Regions from separate parts of the Anser cygnoides genome. Here region 2 is linked to region 1. A link is a contact called in public Hi-C data. All regions are on one chromosome and are shown on one strand. Each heading gives the region's core, a stretch centred on a gene start, on an enhancer-like site or on the middle of the called end of the contact. The rest is flanking DNA. Distances are from core to core; before and after follow the strand shown.

Region 1 (7,098 bases), core at 2,948-5,447:
TGACTAGTTATTGTTTTATATTTGGATTTAATTACTGTGATCAGATGAAGGCTGAATCATCGCTCTAACTTCAGTACATGAATATAGTCTCTGGGCTTCTACCAAAAAATCCTAATTTTAAATTTATGTTTGTATTTTACTTTTTAACACATAAACCCTTATCAACGTTTAAACATCTTTGGCAATAAGCACAGCAAGGAAATTGGGAGTACAGAATTTCACCATTGCTACTTTTGCTATTACATGAAAAAAATTACAAGTTTGGTGTTAAGTCGTAAGTTCTTACATGGAAGTGCTTTTTTTTTTCCCCAAACTAGCTGAAAACTTTTATTTTGCAGTTAATCATGCAAAGCAATTCAACTGAACTCACAGCCTTCTATTACTATAGCAGAGGTAAACCAACAATATAAAAAAAGGACATTTTTGAAAACCATTGCTAAAATAAACATATTTCTGCCAGTTACTGCTAGACAGCAAAATAAGAACAGAATACTAATCGAAACAGAAAACAGGTGGTTTGCTAGATAAGCACAATGCCCCGCGTCATAGTTGGGTTACTGCATCTTATACCTCAAGATTTCGAGATGCCAGTCATTGTGTTTCTGACAAGAGATGAAATCCCCAGTGGACTGAGGCCATCATTTCCAGTGAATTTCCATACCTTGCCAGCTGTCAGCGCTCCATACATATTCCTGACAGACTCCTTGTCATACATTAACTGCTTAATCTTGCTGATTAAATGCAAGAAAGCCAGACAACAATGTAAATTATAAAGTACTAAGACTCACTAGAAATTTGATTCAATATGGGAAAGAAGTTAAAATAGTTAAAAACACATCTTCACTGCGTCTTAATTAATTATAAAAAGACAGACTATTTAGAAATGCTGTTTTCGAGAAAGGAAAACTGTAATAATGGCTGATGTCAAAATCTACAGGTGCTTTTACAAGGACTGACCTGATTAAGAAAAAACATATTCTAATTCACATTGAATTTAAAATCTGCCTTTAACGATTTAAGACTAAAAGCTAACAGGAACAAACTAGGATATACAAAATATAGTAATTATACAGTTATGATACATAAAGTGACTAATATAATGCTCAAGCTTAATAACACAATATGGGAAATGCTGTCACAAAAGCCTTAGTAAAACAACCATAAACTATTCAAAATTATTTCTCTTATTCCTTCTCCCTTACCGCCTAGAAGCTTTGCTGAAGCCACAGTGTCACTGACTGCATCTGAAAACATCAGTTACTCTTGCATGAAATTGAACTTTATGAAGAATAAGAAGTTACTGATGATCTTCAAATTCTGAATCATAATAAAAATGTTTATCTCTATACCTGGCATAATTTAAACATTTATACACTAGTAATTTAGAATGGCTGAAGTGCCTCACGGTTACAGGGTTTACAAATGATAACTGAACAATCCAGTTTGGTTTAAAACACTGCTTTTCGAACACCTCATCTAAGCATCCTGCTTCTCTTCTATTCATGGAATATAGGATTTTTATTTTCTCTTATTACAGTAACCAATCATGCCTCTAAGTTTTGCATCTTTACAACAGATGTGCATATTCAAAGAACCAAACAAGCCAACTTGCTGAAACAAACACTAAAATAAAACTAATGCAGAATGAAAAATAGTGCCAATTACAACTTTTTAGCCTATAAACACCATAAACCGGAAAACAAGAAAAAAAAAGCGCCCTAAAAACAGTCTGTCAAACCAAAGCATACCAACAGAAGGATTTTTTTTTTTAGTATATGATCAACTGTAATTTACTTATTACAAATGAATGTTCCAGAACTATGTGTGTATGCATGTATTTATTTTTTTAGGTAATGATTGAAGTAGACAGTATAATTTCTCCCTCCCTTCCCCACTCCTCCCCAACACACACACAAGAAGTTCCAGCTGTGAATATAACCTGTTCAAAGATAACTCACAGCATAGATACAGCTGAGGCTACTTCACTACATTTTTTTTCTTTGCTTTCCTCAAAAGCCAGACATGGGTAACTGGGTGCTCCTTCCCCTAACTCTGAAGAAGAAATATACAAATTAAATTAAATGCAGGAATATATGAATGTATTTCACATCTCTAATCTTGGAAGAATTCAAATCAAGTCCACAACTATGATACATAGGACAAAAAGGATAAAGTGATTTATTAAAAAAAAAAAAAGTATGTTTGTACTTATAATACCTCTAATCTGTGAAAGCATAGGACTGAAATTCAGAAAAAAGGTTTGGAAGGTGGATTCAGGGGCCCACTTCACATCTGGGCAAAAGCAATCTAAAGATCCCAGCTGTATCTCATCGCCTCCACTTAAAACCTGTCTTCCCTCAGATGCTGTGCACATGAAACATCTGAATGTAGCCAAGGACACAGATTCTCACAGCTGAAAAAAAAAAAAAAGAAACCAAAAAGTCCCAGTTTGGTTTGAATTAGGTCTGTCTTCAAAACTAAATTACTCACTTAACTAGAAATGTGCTGCAAGATGAAGTTACTGCATCTTTTAAGACCTGACAAATACCTATATACTGAGCCTGCTTCATCAGCAGTTTTGTTTCTTTTCCTGATACACTTAACTCTCTAGTGAAAAAAGTCCTATTCGAAGCCCCCAGCATACAGAAAACTCCTATTCACTTGGCCCCAAGGCAGATCATTTACAGCAGACTGGTACAAAATTAAATAAATTAAATCTGAGTCCAAGTTTATGATTCAGTTTTTAAAAAGTCTTTTTCTGAGACCATAGAAAACAGTGTTATTTTATTTTTAAAAATCACTTCTGAAATATGAAGGCAATTTTTCTTTCCCGCATCTTTCAATTTTGCTGTAATTGCATTTTAAGAGTCAATCCAGTTCAAATAGCTGCAGCTGACACCAATGGAGGAAAAAACAATCCAAATTTCTTAAACCCAACAGCTGACTTCAGAAATAGACAAAAAAACATTTTTTATTGGCCCTTACACTCATTTAGCAATGAACACAGCAGGAATCGTACACGCTGCAGAACTGGGACACACGTTAAATTCAGTGCAATATTTCCTTTCGGCCTGCACTACAGACAAAGCAATAAAGAGAAATAAAGCTACAACAGGCCTTCCTCATTACATGAAATAAACCAAAGACGACAATACCCTAAAGCAGCATACATGTTGACACTAAGACTCCTTTTCTTTTTAGATTCGATTTGATTTCCCTCTTGCTTTTGGGTAGATCTCTAGAAGAAAACGTCTCGACCACCTTCGCCAACTCTGTTCAAAAAAGGCATCTTGACTAAGCTAGGTGACAGGAGAACCAGCGGGATTATTGCCTGTGAATGCATTGCTTACTCCAGGGGTTAGAAGAGCATATTTAAAAAGCAAGAAAAACAAATCTTTCATTTTTTTTAAAGCCGAATTCAGTAATAAGCTAAGTGTGCAAACAATGTACACTTGAACCACTGCACCGTGCAAAACCCCACAGCGGGTACATCAAGGCACTGTGCAGCCTTTCCTTGCTGCTCTTCCAGTTTGTCTCAGTCATGCTCTGTGGGAAGGGCAAAATTTAGCAAAATAGAAATATATACCCAAGGTAGCCAGACAATGAGCTTTGCATGCCACTGATTTTATGAAAAATGGCTGTACGTAGAACAAGATCACCAGATTGTTTGTGCATACACCCACGTACCTACCACAAAGCCTCCAAGCATGGTGGATTTTAAGTTGCAGATCAACTCCTGTGCTTGTAAAAGCATGCAACTTTTGCAATGACCTACAGATACATAATTTCTAATCCCCAGTTGAAGACCGAAATGGTAAAAGAAAGATTGGTTTATAGACCCTTGTGATGTCCTTCAATGACCTGACGAGCCACCTTCAGCAGAGCCAGCACGACATTCATGCAACATACTCCCCTTTGAAAATGCACCAATATCATAGAAAATAAAAGATACATTGGATTTATAAGCCAAATCTCGGTTTCCACATTTAAGAAACTGGTTATTTGTATTTTGGTTAATATTTGACTAATGTAAAATGGACGGGCTAGCAGATAAACAGAACCAACACTGAAATAACACACAGGGAACCCTTTGCTTCTAGATCATCTCTGCAGAGAGCTTAGAGAAGCTCAGTTTGAAATGGAGCTTTACAGCACGAGGGAAAAAAAGGAACAATGTTCACTTAACTGCTGTAGAGAGCATTGCATTGAAGTAACTACTCCCTCCTTCACCCGGAGGCCTGTCCTGGATCTTCTGCATGACAAAGGAAGGAGGTAATGAGAATAATTACATCAAGACTTGCATTTAGACCTGTTTTATAACACTTATTAGTGCAGTGCCTACAGCACTTCAGATGGACAGCCAATTAGTTGTTTGAAAAATCTGTCTTGAAACAAGAAACATCCTCAGGAAGGTGGAAACTTACTCCTTGATTTAAGGTTTCCATACCCTTTCGCCATCAATGCAAATGAAGCTGAGTGATGCTGCCAGCTTTCCTAACTGACCAGAACTGCAGAAATGGTTACTGAACAAACTATCACCTTAATTTTGTTCTTTTTTTCTCTTCCAACCTTTCAGTTCCCACCCTTTGTGGTAAGAGCTGTATTCTTTCTCTTGATTTTTAATAGCTCAGCATGTTCTAACCTCACTTCTTAATAAAACTCTGGAAGGTTGTTTTTTTTTTTTCCCCCACTTTTTAACTTGAACACTTCTACTGCTAGAAATGAGCAATTTAAAACCACAGAAATACCTGTAAGTAGTCCTTACCACCTTTGCTAAGGCAAAGGCATTTCATGATTTACTGACGGATGTTAACCTCACAATGTCTGCAGAGCTCAGGCAGTATAATCTGAGTATCTCAAATGAGAGTCTAAGGTGAAGTGTGAAACAAACGACTTGCACAAACCAAGCCAAGGGGTTTAGCAAACCCATAGAGAAAATCTGTTACTCAACCAAAAATTGAAATCAGTTCTTTTCTGTCTTAGCCCACATGTAGCTTCAAGTCTTTCAAGTACAACTCTGCACCTAGTTTTAACAAGTGCAAGCTACAGCTTTTTACCCTACCAGAAGAGCTTATCTCCCTACATGTAGGCACCAGAAAATTTCATCATCTACTGTTAGAGCAAAGAGAAAAGACAAATTCCCTCCAAAGCAAGTCTTTCATGTTAAAAAAATTCTTAACAATTTTGTTAATAAGAGTCAAATAAAGGAAAAGCTAATTGCATTTTAATGTAAATTTTTTACACCTCTTACAGATGTTTAGGTTATTTCATGGTTTATTATAAAACATTTTCTGTTATCATTAACTGAAAGTTAATAGTCTCCTGGCGTGGTGGCTTCATTGTAGTAACTGCAGTGACACCAACGTGAATTTTAAGTTGCTGCATATGGCAGCAGTACAAATCTGACCTGCCAGCCAGAAACCATGCACAGTACCTAAAAACTCGAGCTTACGTTTTTCAAGGAATTAAGCTTCCTTTTGTCACTAAAATAAATGGCTCAACGTATCCAAAACTTTTTTTTGGAGTACAAGGCCAAATTTAAATGGCTAGAGGGTAACTGCTGAAGAAAGAAAGTCAAGGCAGCTTTAGGTTCGCAAACTCTTTGAAGTTTTTAGAGAAAAAAGTATTTAAATGGATTTTCCCCAGTTAAAAAAAAATATATACTTTTTTTTTTTTAAATGAAAACAGAAAAAATATTATTCAAGTAGTACTGGGGTTCTTCAGAGAAGCCAAATTTTTGTCTTTATTTTTTACTGAGGCCTCTGCAGTCAGACTCCACCTTTAGTCCTGCTCCACAAAGAATGCATCTGCATCTTTTGATTTAAGCATTTAGCCTTACATCAAGATATTTACGCCAAGAAGCCAGAACTTGCCACAGAAAGCCTTCAGAAACCGCATCACTGCCCCCCTGTCCTTGAAACAGCCCCAGCTGTCTTCCCCGCTGAAGCTCAGGCCAACAAAACACTTGCCTCTCACACGACACATTCTGTCTCTGTGTGCTCTTAATAGGCTACCGTTTACCTGCTGGAGTGCAACCTGTCACTTTGGCCACCTCAGATGCCTGCAAGCCTCAACGATATTGTGCTATCCCTTTTGATCGAGGCTGTGCAGAGTAAGGTCAGCCGGAAGGGTTCAAGCATCAACACGCAGCTGGCAGATGCCCTTATGAGGGAGCAATTCCCTGCAGAAGAACTGGCAACAACTACCTAAAAGCTGCCTCTCTGAAGTCATCTTTGTCCTATTTCACTTAGTTCACTATTCAAGAAGAAGTTACAGCATCGCTATAACATGCACAATGCTTGAGGTATTTCAGATGCTGTTTGGTATCAATTCTCACCACAGGGTGCTTGAAGATACAAAAATATGGAACAAACAAACATGCAGAACTGATAGAACAATATCCACTCCACGCTGAAATATGGAAAAAAGTACAGTATTTCTCAAAGGTGTTCTGGGAGTTTCCTTACCAGAGCAGCGTACCCACAGGCTATAGCTTTACGAACGTCTTACCTTTTTGAATCATATGCGTTGACACAGTAGTTGGCATGAAGACTAGGTTCGCTATCTTCATATTGGGCCAACTAAAACATCATTAGCATGGCACAGTCCTCAGAACCATCCGTACTTGCCTTCCAGCTTTACACAACATAGACACTTACACAGAAGGCAAGCACAGTTTTGGTCCCACAGGCATCCACACATGGAGTCCGAGAGTCTCCATCGCTCTTCACCATCACGGTGAGGTGACCTCGATCGTCCTTCTTCCAAGGGAAAGTGCTTGGGAGCTCTCTAACCCTCTGAGTTTTCTTTATGTATTTCCAGTTCTCATGAATAAGAAAGAAATCTTGCTTAATTTACCACAAAAGGACGCAAATCAGCACCTCCTCAAAGACCACTTTGGAAGGAGAAAAAGAAAGGGAGGTTTACCCTACTCTGCCTACAGGGATCTCTGTACTGAAGCTTTAATGAAAGAGTAGGCTCTACTTCCAGTCACCTAAAATTACCACTTTTGGAGATCACCTCAGTTCTTCCTCTCTTTCACCTACAGTCAAACCTCAAGGACCACAACATGAAACACTGGCTCTAGGCCTTACCAGG
Region 2 (6,873 bases), core at 838-3,337, 130 kb after region 1:
GTGGTCATTTTCAGTAGCTGTGAAGCTGTTGAAATGGTGTAAAACTTACTGGAAAGTCCTTTTAATATTGTGGCCCACATTTGCAGGTGACATTTTGTAGTTGATTTGATTGTGCAGCAATGGACTTCACCTTTATTCTGTCTTTTATTCTCCATCTTTTCAGCTGAGTCCATTATTACTTGTTCCAAATTCCTTCAACTCTCCTCTTTGACTTTGTGTTACTTTCCCCTTCATTCTAAGACTGCACCACCTAATACCCTACACCTGCTTTTGATGTCACCAAATAGGGACAATGACTATAAAGACATTTCCCTTTACAAGTTAAACCTGGAAGGTCGCTCTGTTGTCATTCATTCTATTTCCATTGCTGGCGTAAGTGTCCTTGTTGTTTTTCCCACTAGTGAAGAAAGGGCAAATGTCATATTCACTGAAGCAAAGACTTTGCTTTGAAGCTGTATTGATTTTTCCTTTTCCCTTCTGAAGCTTTGCCAGGCTCCATAAAAGCATGTCTCTTGTTCAGAAGCTCTTTGGACTGAGAGACAACAGGGGCAGCAGTACCAGCGGGGAGCAGTTGGAAGTTAGGGCATCTGGTGGGGAATGACAATTTTGACAGCAGTTAGAAAAAGAAAGAGGTCATTTTATTTTTAACTGTACTGTGAGAACAATTGTGGATCAGAACAAAGCCAAATGGGAAACGCAGATTTAATTCCAACCTATGATTCCTCCCTGTCTAATCTGGAATATGAACATTTTTCTAGGACTCAGCTGCTGGCAGCAAGACACCCAGACCACCAGAAGTTACATCTGGGCTAGAGGCTTAACCACAAAGGTGACAAGAGCCATGACTTTGGGGCACAATGTTACGAAGACACAAACCTTACTCTGCACTGGAGCAGCAGCCTGCAGAGAACTTCTCTGGATGAAGGTCCAGTGCTACAACAGAAGTCCTATTTAAGAGATCTGAATTACTTTATTTGGAACTAGTTTGTGCCATGCAGAAATATCCAGTAGTGTTTATTAAGTTCCCACATATGGCAAACAACCAAAATGCTTCTGTGTATTTTCCCACTGTGAGTCTGGATTCCTTCAGGTCTATGACCACGTACAGGTATTTATCATCTGTGCACTGGATAGTGTCTCACTTCCAGTGAGAAGGTGAGTCCCAGTTTTAAGTCTTATTTAAAAGTGGTGCCTCTTAGATCCTCCAACACTCTTCCATGGCATTTTGTTCATGCTGACTTAGAGGAAATAATATCACTTATTGAAACATCAATGCCACTTTTTCCACGCTTCTGTATTTCTTGGAGCTGTCAGGCTGGCAGAGCTGGTCTTCCAAAGCTCATTAGACCAGCAGCTGATGCTGGAAGTGCATGTAAAATTACAGCAGCTGCCTTTTGCAGAGTGAGTCAAGTAATAATTATAGTAGATTTGCCTACAGGTTTTATTCTTTGTGATTTTTTTTTTTTGAAAAAAAGTAACTACTTCACTCTGAGTACACCAGAATTATTGCTGTTAAAAAAACAACAACAAGAGTTATTCCTCGTGCCAGTCTGAGGCCTCACACTCACAAGAAGTAAATCAGCCAAGTGCTCCCCTTTTATTACCTTTCTTTACTCAGTCCCATCTTCCAGTCAGAAAGGTCTGACTAGAAATCCATAAGATTGCTTCTGATTTCTCAGCTATTTTGTGAGTTGTGCAAATGTGACAGCTGGAAATAAGACTTTTTTTAAACACCTGTGGGGAAAAAAAAAAAGAAAACATCAATGAGAGGGTTCTGTTGATTAGAGGATGTTTCCTGCTACTCATTTGTAAGGGAAGTGATTCATTAAGCGCTGTCTGAAAACTATCTTCATGCTGAATTAAAAGGAAAAGGTCCTGTAGTCACAAAGGTATACAGGAATAGCTGAAACCCCCAGCACCACCATGGTGATCGCTGGTGCTGACCTGTGCTTTGCACATCAGCACTGCTCCAGCTGGCCATGACATTTGTCATTGCACTCCAACCTCCCCTAGCATGGCCATCATTAGCTGCTGCCTTTTTTTTTTTTCCTCCCCTCTCCAACCACCTGTACCTGTCAGTGCAATTTTACAGTCTTTCTCCAGCAATAGGAAGCATCTTAAAACCATGACACCCTGCATGGGGAAAGAAAAACATAACCGATACTGTTTGCCCCATCGGGGCCCAAGCACAGCAAGTAATAAACACATGGAAACTATTTTGGTGTCCTGGGTCAGCTTTGACTTTGCAGTTTCCTGCAATACATTTCAGGGCATATCACACTGTTGACCTCTGCACTGGTGTTATCCGTCCAGTTCTCTGTGTACATTTGTTTTCATTATTTGTGTCCCCTCATGCTGTGTTTTTTTTCTGACAGGCTCAGGATCTGAAAGCTGCTTTCCCAGACCTTTAAGTAACAACCCGTCATCAGCCGTACTGTGTATGGAAGGCTGCAGCTTGAATTTGTTTTCACAAAAGGCACATCACAAGACCTGCCTAATCAGCAGTTACCTAGTTTGCTCACTCCAGACAGAGTCAATTTACAGACCATGTCTGTTGTTGACCCTGCTGTCTGCTCTGGATTATTCCAGTCTGCCCCCACTTTCTAAAATTAAATGTTAGTATTTTTAATTGCTGTTTTTAACTCTTACCTAATTGGGTACAAGCTCATACTGTTACAAACCGCTCTCAAAGGAAAACAAGAGCAATCTAGTAAAGAAGCAAGAGTGGCATTGCTGGCACTAACAAAATGGGTTTGTGCCATTCTGCCTCTGCCCATCATCCACAGGTGGTTGCATGGCAGTGAAAGAAGTCAGGTACCACATCCACTCACCTCCCCTTCCCAGTTCAGATGTACCATCACATTGCAGGGACACCACATTTTGGAGCATGAACACGTAGGGCTGTTGCTGCCAAAGTAATTCAAAGCAGATCTGAGTCTGAGCTTGCTGCTTGTTCATGTTGCAGCTGAAAGAGCTTGTAGATGTTGGAGGATTAATCTTGTGAGTAGGCATCTCTGGTTTGTATATGGTATTTGGTCCGTGCTGAGATTACAGAACACAGTATTTCATTGCCATTCTCTTTCCTTTTTACTTGTTGTAGACATATGAAGTAAAACTGTTGCATTCAGAATAACTGCAATAGAATTTGTCAATAATTGACAAAATTATATATGATTTTTCTGTAGATTAAAGATACTGCTAAATTTGACTAGAGGAAATATGAAAATTGAAAAATAGCTATTTTTGATATGAATGGTGAAATTATTTTAGCATTTCTTTCTCTGACTTTAAGACTTTTCTTCTATGCGACTATCTCTAGTTGATCTCGTCTTAAAAATGATTTCACATTCTGGGAGAGATGCAGCCTGTCCTATGTAGTTCACTATAGAGGGTGCCAAAGATTTGCAGTTTGCAAATTCCACGTTCAGCTGTTTATAATACAATAATTTTTCTATGCCCATAAAAAGGCTCTGACCATAGCAACATAGACCCAGGAGGAACATTCAGGAAATAAATTTGTCACCTACCTGAGGGATTATGGACTGATCACAGACCACAGGAATGATGAGGCTGACGAAGTAGCTACACATGCTCAACTTTGGAAATGAGCACTGGAATGCTCCAGCCGCTGTCGCCTGGTTTATGGCAAAAACACAGCAGGTCTGCTGTAACATCTGCAAGTGAATGTCAGCAGCAAACCAAAATTGAGTAAAATTTTAAACACATATTTCTTTTTTCTTAAAGATTTACGAAGATTTAATTTGCTGACTCTATTTCCTTAGTACATAAGACCACAGATGTGAAACAAACGTAGTTGTACCAATCCTTAATCCAAACAGTTCTACTGTAAACCAAAGTCTGCTGTACGTAGTGTAAAGGTTAACTGAATGGCAAATTCCATGAAATTCTTTAAGTAAATAAAGAGTTCCTGGAAGATACCAGAGTCAATGAGTCTCATGAATGTGCACAGCTGTTCTCTAAAATTCAGAGTTTTCTAGCTTTGACCTCTGTTCTTTTTGAGAAACCAGTTTTACAGTAGCCTTGCAGATCAACAGGATGGGCATACACCCGGTGATAGCACCACAGGTAGTCCCCCATTAGCTGATGCTTTTCATATTGATCTCTCCCCTAAATGGATAATGTTTAGTAGTTTCATAGTCAATGAAGCCATCAATAACTGTCAGCTTTTACACCCCTTTGACCTCAATGAAGAGCAAATATTGCTATCAGTTTTATCTGGTTTGTTCTTGTTGTTTTGTTTTTATCAGTTAACCTGATTGCAACACACAGCATGGGGATCAGAGGTTTGAACAAACGCAGCCAAGGCATTCATGTACCTCCTGAGACATTACTGATCACATTTTGCATAGTTCTCTTCAACACATTGATGACTCACAGGACAGTAATCAGTCCTCTCTCCAGTAAAACAAGCTTACAATGATTTCAATGAGATATAGCTCTAAAGCATGTTTTTATAAATCTTGTAGCCTTAAGTGCTTGTCAAATAGATGTCAGAAACCACACGGTAGTCTAAAAATGCTCATGTAAACCCATCTTCAAGTACTTGATATCGATCTGTCTATTGTACACCTTTATGCTCAACACAGGTTAAGATACTTATCTCACATTATAACTAGAGGCTGCTGACAGAAATAAGTTGTTATGCTGCTTGCAACTAATAAAACCCCTCAAATTTTGGGCAGTTTTTGAAAATGAAAACCTTATCCTTTTCATGTGTGAATTCTCTTGCTGGTCCTACCACCTCTTTTAGTCCTTAGACAAAGGTTTGAAGCCTAAAAACACTCAAAACTAGGATGAAAAAGAAGAATCCCTACTACATAAAAAAGGACCCCATTGCACCAGAAGAGACATCTTGTCTTCTTTTGTTAAGTATAGATACGGAGTGCTAACCACAGCTAAACCTATGCTAACTTCTTAGGAGAACCAACCAGCTTAACTAAAGATGCTCAAAGTGGTAAAACAGCAATTTCACCAAGTGCTACAAGAGGGCTCTGTTTCTGCTGGTGTTCCAGACTACTCAGTAATGGTTTCATCCCCAAAGATCACTTTTAGGGGCTGAACACGTCCTTTCTCCATCTCTTTTTTCCCCATCTTTCTCTCCCCTATAACATTTCTCTGTTCTTCTGCATTTCCACTTCATTAACTCACTCCTGACTAAGCTTATTCCTCACAAAGTACTATCACACAGAATAAAACAATGCTGTGAAACTAACATTTTTAGTGAGCCAATTATCTACGTCTTAATTATTAGTAATCTTAGAGCTATTTAGAGAGGTGAAAGAAATAAGAAAAATCTCCAGCTCATCTACCCATCATCTCAAGGCAAAATCTGTTCTGAACTGCCTTCTGCACTACAGATGCTGTAGGCAAACAGCTCTGCTTGCCATTGGAAAGCCTCTACACTATGAAGTTTTCAAAGTGAGGATTGCTCATTACTTCATGCTGTTTCATAGCCTTTGCTATTTAATTCTTATCACTGCTGGTCTTATTCCCAGCTATAGGCACTGTAGTAATAGAGTAATCAATGGGTGTAAAAAGCTATCATTCTGATCTAAACAACTTGAAAAAACATCAATTGCATACATGTATAAAAATGAGTAGCAGAGAATGCTTAATTCCATAAAAGGGTTTCAGGATTTTGTAGTTAAGTGAATCTGAGGGAGAGAAAAGGACAGCATTTAATTCATCCACTTTTGTCCCCCCCTTAGTCACCAGGGAAAGACAGGTACCTCTAGAATACGACTTACCCAGTACCAAAATTCCCCCATTAATTAACTTCACTATAAAGTAGAGCCAGCATCCCTATACTAGGCACCTGATGTCAATAACTGTATTTAGGGAAGAAGAATTTCATCCTGATAACCTTCTACATCCAACCAGAAATCTAACAGCAAGCACACCTCCCATACCAGAATCCAACCCATCAAGCCCTCTTCCTGCTCTTTAAGAAGAGGATGAAGAGCTCTTTACAGCTGCAAAACAGTTGCAAATTAAATTGGATGCTCTGCACCTGTAGCTCCTTCCCTTCTACTACTGAAAGTGCACATCTTTCTCAGGTGCAGTCAGTGGAAACTGCTGTTTACTGTGGTGGGCTCAGCGTGAGCTTAGCTCAGTGGAATGGCTGTAACAGATACAGACACCGTGACAAAGCCCACTTTGCTGCAGACAGAGGTTGTAGTGTCTGTGCAGCTGGGAAAAATACATCAACACTTGTCTGAAGTGTGGCCATGAGCTACAAACTACTTATAGCCTCTTTAATCTTCTTAATTTAACAAACAGCAGAGTTTACAAGTCACTGCTTATGTCTGGAGGCATCTGCTTGCCTTAGGTCTAGGTTTGCTTTTGTCTGTGAAATTGTACCTCCAGCAACTTTCAAAGGGAAAATTACCATCTGGCATGTGCGTGAGGCTAATTCAGTGATGGCTGTGATCTTCCTGGCGTGTGCCTATCATTGACTGAAGGAGTTTTTCTACCTACCCTTGAGCAACTGGTCTTGGACATGCTAGACACCAGAGATATTAGAGTAGGTGGATTTCCAGTCCCATCCAGATCAGCTGCACTGCTGTGGCTGGGATTCCACAAGTCTCCCGAGCTGTTCTGAGAAGCGTTTTTACCCAAACACCACATTCACAGAGAAGAGATTATCTATGAATAGCCCTGGATATCCAACTGTGATAAAAACAAGATAAACCAAAATTCCAATTCAGAAGGAACAAGAAGACTGATAAAAATAAGTGAGCAGCTATTTAAAATATTTCAAATATTTGCATTTGTATGAGACAATAGTAACAATGATGAGAAAGGGCATGAAAAAGAATAAACTTGAACTTATCACAGAAAGTTAAAAAAAAA

Evidence for each region. A called contact is a pair of places that touch in the nucleus more often than the background predicts.
Region 2: a Hi-C map of liver shows a contact between it and region 1, with 2.1 times the contacts expected there. The contact joins two enhancer-like sites. A contact is called at or near these places in 2 of 7 Hi-C or Micro-C datasets (both in liver).

Annotation. Positions count from the first base shown.
Region 1 is chr9:20,746,409-20,753,506 of Taihu_goose_T2T_genome, forward strand. The region is part of intron 2 of NAALADL2 (N-acetylated alpha-linked acidic dipeptidase like 2); the gene reads right to left. Among named protein-coding and RNA genes, the nearest start is that of NAALADL2, 120 kb to the right of the region's middle. Within about 2 kb of position 4,198, at least 1 of the 3 cell types and tissues checked has open chromatin away from gene starts, as enhancers often do. A contact at or near this core is called in liver, where this site is marked.
Region 2 is chr9:20,876,969-20,883,841 of Taihu_goose_T2T_genome, forward strand. No RefSeq gene overlaps it. Among named protein-coding and RNA genes, the nearest start is that of NAALADL2, 8.8 kb to the left of the region's middle. Within about 2 kb of position 2,088, at least 2 of the 3 cell types and tissues checked have open chromatin away from gene starts, as enhancers often do. A contact at or near this core is called in liver, where this site is marked.